2 separate regions of the Mus musculus genome follow, and region 2 is linked to region 1. Evidence: chromatin contacts called from public promoter capture Hi-C data. All regions are on one chromosome and are shown on one strand. The core of a region is the stretch at or near the end of the contact, and the rest is flanking DNA. Distances in the headings are between cores, read along the strand shown.

What was found. Promoter capture Hi-C pulls out the DNA fragments that hold promoters and counts their contacts.
Region 2: a promoter capture Hi-C map of liver shows a contact between it and region 1, with 1.9 times the contacts expected there. The contact joins the promoter of Snx21 here to the enhancer-like site in region 1. A contact is called at or near these places in 4 of 39 promoter capture datasets (the 3T3-L1 cell line, liver and pre-B cells), 4 of 484 Hi-C or Micro-C datasets (cortical neurons, embryonic stem cells, palatal mesenchyme and 1 more), 4 of 115 datasets of contacts at active chromatin or transcription factors (bone marrow-derived macrophages, pancreatic cancer cells, pro-B cells and 1 more) and 1 of 9 other capture datasets (pancreatic islet).

The regions. Positions count from the first base shown.
Region 1 is chr2:164,421,704-164,424,484 of GRCm38.p6, reverse strand. Sdc4 (syndecan 4) reads left to right here. Exons shown (of 5, transcript NM_011521.2): 5 at 1-238. Among named protein-coding and RNA genes, the nearest start is that of Matn4, 18 kb to the right of the region's middle. Within about 2 kb of position 1,379, at least 69 of the 459 cell types and tissues checked have an H3K27ac peak or open chromatin away from gene starts, as enhancers often do. A contact at or near this core is called in liver, pre-B cells and pro-B cells, where this site is marked.
Region 2 is chr2:164,784,627-164,787,407 of GRCm38.p6, reverse strand. It overlaps Snx21 (sorting nexin family member 21), which reads right to left and starts at 1,387. Exons shown (of 3, transcript NM_133924.3): 1 at 1,084-1,387; 2 at 553-710. The coding sequence starts at 1,342.

The sequences.
Region 1 (2,781 bases), core at 130-2,629:
AGAGAGCTAGTGGCTTAAAAGGCCTGGGGTGGTGGGGAGATCACACCACTCTCAACCATACTCTGTTCCTGTGAGGCCCCCATCACCACCTCCGTGCAGGGTCCTAGCTGGCTGGGTCCTCTTCTAGCCTTGGTGCCTGCTCCTTTTCTGCACCATTCACACTGTTGTCTGTTACTGATCTTTTTTTTTTTTTTTTTTGATAAAAAGATAATAAAACCTGGTACTTTCTAGATTGTCAGCCTGTCAGTTTTATTTTTGGTTTCTCAAAACAGGGTTTCTCTGTGTAGCCCTGGCTGTCCTGAAAAGCATTCTGTAGATCAGGTGAACCTAGAACTCAAGAGGCTGACCTGCCTCTACCTCGATTAAAGAGGTGTGCCATCACACCCGATGCCATTATAAGATTTTGGGTTTCTTTTTAAGCTTTATTTTTATTTTATGTGTATGAGTATTCTACCTGCATGTACACCTGCGTGCCAGAAGAGGGCGTCAGACCCCATTACTGATGGTTATGAGCCACCATGTGGTTGCTGGGAATTGAATGCAGGTCCTCCATGAGGAGCAGCCAGTGCTCTTAACCACTGAGGCTTCACTCCAGCCCATTTTAAAGGGTTTTTTTTACAAGCCATTCATTCTGTATCCCTTGAACTCAATGAAGCCAGAGGGAGACCTTTTGGGGTGCCAGACACGGGCACAGACACGAGACAGCAGTAGGGCTTTGGAGGTAGGAGAGATGCCAGAAAATGTGCCCGTTGCTCTGGGCAGCACATCCTGTCTCTCCCCATTTTAATTAAGCAACACTAGGTTTAAAAACAAACACAGGCCACAGAGTCCCTCGGGCCTTTGGGATGGCTCAGAGTCTTAAGAGCACTTGTCACGCCAGCCTGAGGCCTCCAGTGTAAGTCCTGGACACAACGGGAGAGAAGCAGCTGCTGACGTCACACTCCGACTGCCACAAGTGAACCGTGGGGGCCACACACACTTGGACACACGTGGACACACACGCTACTTAATAAATCAAAATAGGAAAAAATAACCCTCAGTTGAGTCCCTGTGTGTAGAAATCGTAGTACTTCTCATAAAAGCCTTAGAGCTGGAAGACAAATCGACTTTGCCAGCTGTCAAGACTGTACTATAACCAGACATGGCTGAGAGGAAACAAGGCCCCAGACTGGCTCTTTCGTGACACAGTTCCTGCCTATTTCCGTGTCACCTGCCTGGTCTCTGTGGGCTGTGCTATAGTTGTCACACTTGAGAGTCTCATAAGCAGTAAAGGGCCTGTTGCCAAGGATCCCACCTGTCCTCAGCTTATCTTTGCAGAGTGGAGCCTCGATTTGTGGCCCGTTGACCTTGGTGACTTGGGTTTGGCACCATGTGGCCCCATGGGAAGAAGCAGCCAGAGGACTTAACTACACCAGCCAGGAACTTGGTGTTTCATGGTTGGGCCTGTTAGCACAGCTGCAGGAAACAGTCGTTAGAAATGGGACAAACTTCATCTGAAAGGTTAAAAGAACGTGTCCAAATCGATCGTTCACCAGTGGCGGAGGTAGGATTTGAATCCACATAGTGAGGGCCTATCAGAGGGTTTCCATTGCTCACAGTCCCTTCACTGTGGGGGTGGTCGGCCTTCACAGCACCTGGTCTCATATCTCTCTAGGGACCCTAAGTTCTGTTTCCTCGAGTCCCTTGGGTGAGTTTCTGGCTCTCGTAGTTCACCGCTTTTCCTGTAGCGTGAACTCTGAATGGGCTAGACCTGCTCAGTTTGCACAGCAGCCACCAGCCACCATGGCTCTTTAACATGTAAAAATGGAGTTGCTCAACAGCTACGTGTAGCTCATGGCTCCGGGATGGAGTGGGCACAGGATGTCCACCGTGTAAGGACTTTAATGATACCTGCATTTAGACTTCAGACGCCATCGGCTGTTGCCTTCCTTTCCCATAGTCTGCAGTGGGGAAGGCCAGAGGTTGACTGTGTGCCAAGTGGCACTTCTTTGGGTAAGATATTAGCGTCAAAAATGTTGGTTAGCTCTTCCTATGGAAACATTGTCCTTAAATTTAGGGCCTTACAATGACAAACATCTCTCATGGTTCCCATGTGTCACAAACACAGGAGCAGCAGAGGTGTCTCATGCAGTATTACACAGTCGTCATCCAGTTATGGGCTACGTTATAGACATCTGGAGGGCTGACTGGGCAGGAGGCTCTATTTCCAACTGAGAGAGTGCGTTCACAGGTCTGGAAACTTGGCTCTAGCTGTCTGGCAGGAGGTCTCAGTTGCTCACCTCACGGATTAACGTAGAAATGTGTGTCCTCGTGACGTGACCTGGCTTCCCAGAGTCAGTGATCCGAGAGAGCCAGGTAGAAGCTACAGGGCCTTTTAGGTTTTAGCTTTGGAAGCCACACACTTTCCCCTGCATAACATCAGTCAGTCAGGAATACAGGTCTGTCCTGTTGACTACCACAGAAAACAGCACAAAGGCAGGAATGTTAGGAGAGGCAAGGCTGACTGGAAGCTCTGCTAGTCATATTTCCTGACTGACCAAACATCTGAGAGAAAGGCATGGGGATATATTTTGACTTGAGGCAATCTGTCCTTATCTGACTCTGTGTTTCTGGGCCCTGGATGAAACAAAAACACGGCACAAAGGCGTGTTGGGGCAAAGTTACCTCATGGTATGCAGTAAGCAGGGAGAGACAAGGAATTGGGGACAAGCGTAACTAATTTTTAGGGCACACCTGTAGTAACCTCCTTTCTCAAACTAGGCCGCACCTCTCCCGTGCACC
Region 2 (2,781 bases), core at 138-2,637, 360 kb before region 1:
CAGTTTTAATCTATCACAGTGCCAGACAATGCTAAGGTTTCCCTGCGCCTGGCCTCATTTACCTCCTATTATAATCCCATGTATTGCCTATTGCTCAAAAGAGGAAACTGGGGGCCACTGAGGCCACAGAACCCACCCAAGGGGAAGCCACTGGTAAACACAGGGGATGTGAATCAAGACTGGTCTGGATCCAAAGCCCATTTCCTTAATCCTGACCCATGCCACTGGGTCTCAATACTGTGTCCTGCTGCGGTTGACAGAAACCCACAGGGTACAGAAAGAAACACACATCAGTTCTCGTAACCTCAAGACTAGGACAGGAGGCAACTCCTAAGGCCACATTCTCAGTTTTAGAGAAACTAAGTCATTTGCCTGAGGACGTGTTCAGTTGACACCCATCTTCTCATCTGGTCTCAGTTCCCCCAGGTGTAAAATAAGGACATCCTTTTATAACTGCATGGCCACGACCCCCGCCCCAAAATCTGTGCTATTTCCTTTCTCTCAGCTAGACATCTAGACTCGCTGCTCAAGGGTTCCTGGAACCTCACTCACCACGTACTTGGAGGGAGGGTCTTTGACAACATTGGCGCTGGTCACCTCAAAGAGCAGCCTCTGTGGAACTAGGGTGTTCCGAGACTTTTTCCAGAAATCCTGCAGCTGGCGGGCCAGGAGTTGACTGCTCCGTTGTCCATCAGGTGGGGGACTTCGTTCTGCACAAGCACATGACCCGTCATTATGGGGGTGGCTAGCTCCAGAGTTAACGTAAACAAAATGCCATGACCTCATTCACAGAAGCGAGATGTGCTTCACCCCAGCGCCTGGCTTACAGTGGATGCTAAACCTCCACCCGAAGCAGCTAGCACACACGTTTGTTTCCCTGGTCCTGTGCATTTAATATCTACAAAAAACCCGAGATGGTGTGATTCCCATAGTGTTGTGAGTCAAGGTCACACAGCCAAACCGTGTCTGGAAGAGCTTATAGTGTCAATAGTTTCAGAGAGAAAACTCAGGATGCCCTCGGACCGCGTCCAGCGGGGAGGCCTAACCGAGCCCCGGGGTTCCTGTCTGTCCTCCCGCACTCGCCTGCGTCTTCTCCCGATGCCCCGTCTCCTGAGGGCGGCGAGTCGAGGCCCGCCTCGTCGTCCTCGTCTTCGTCGTCAGGGTCATCCTCCGCACTAGTGAAGCTGAGGGTGCCACTGAGGCGGGAGGACAGGCCCTCGGCGTCATCGTCCTCCAGCTCTGAGCTCTCAGGGAACTGCTCGGCCTCTGGGCCCGCCGCCGCCTCCCCGGGGCCATCGCTGGCCAGGGCGTGTCGCAGCCGGTGTAGGAGCCGCGAGGCCATGGCACCCAGGGGGGAGCGCGCCACGCTGGGTCCAGGGCTGAAGAGGGAGGGGACCCCCGCCCGGAGAGGGACCCGGGGGCGTGTCAGGGGCGTGGCACAAGAGGCCACGCCCACGGGCCGCGGCCGCTGGGGACGTGCGGGAGGCCGGCCTCTGCCCTGTTCCTCCCGCAGGCCGGGACGCGCCTCCACCCACCGCGTCCCAAGTGCGTTCGGGGCGGGCTCCCGGGATTTGGTGCAGCAGCCTGGCGGATTTAAGAGGCTCTCCGCCCAGGCAGCTCACGGCGCCGCCTCGCTGCTTCCTGCCGCCGCTCCGCCTCCGCCCCGCCAGCTCCCTCTCCCGGAGCTGTTAGAATCCCAAGCCGCTGCCTGCGGGAGGGACGCGGAGGGCAGCCGGGCGGGCCAAGGCTTCCCCCGAAACCCAGCCGGATCGTGGTGGCCGCGCCCCCTCTTGGACTCGCCCACCCCTCCTGGTCTCCTGAGGCCGCCCCAAGCTTTACCCCTAATCTCCATACAGTGCCATGTAACTTTACAGTGTAATTTCGCGGCATTTGGGAGCTCGGCTCTCCCTTGAGTGAAGCTTGAAATCCGGTTTCGTCCAGCCTAGGTTTTCTCATATGAAACAAGAATACTAATACTCATACTAAATTTTCACTCATACTAAATTTTCAGCTCTTGTAAAAACCCCAGTCCGGTGCCTGTGTGAGAAACCTAGCCCTTCCCAGTTTCGTTTGAACTTAACCTGGGGGAAGTAGTCAAAGAGGAAAACATCCAGAGAGGCTGTTACTTGTTCAAGGTTGCCCAGTTTGTCAGAGATCTCTAGCGTGGGAGCTCTTGAACTGATTTATTTTCCCACGCGTGCGGGGTTGCTTGGGTAATCTCTATAACTCTCTTGGAGAACTGCAGTTTATCTTTTACTGCAGGGTAGCAGTAGTCAGGAAAATGATTGCTGATCCCTGTCCCAAGGCTTACATGTCAGACCTAGCAGGCAGATTTGGCTAGTTAGACAATAAAACAAGTTATCTCAAAGGCCAGGTGTGGTGCTCCTGTGGCTCATGCCATTAATCCTAGCCCTGGCTCTCGGGAGGCAAAGGTAGGAGGATCATTGTGAGTTCAAGAACAGCCTGGTTTACTGTTGAGGTCCAGAACTAAATAGAGACCCTGCCTCAAAATTATCTCAGACAGTATCAAAATTAAGTATCTCCTATCCCCTTTTAGGGCGTGGGAGAGGGATGGAGGATATGAACGGAAAGACCTTCCTGGCCTTTACTGAACAGAAGGGTCTCAGATTTTAGCACTCATGGCGTCTTGTAAGTATTTCATACACTGTCACATGTCAGTCTCAGAGGATGAAGTTACAGTAATGATTATTTTTCTAAACGATTTATTTATTTCATATATGTGGTTATACTGTCGCTGTCTTCAGACACAGCAGAAAATGG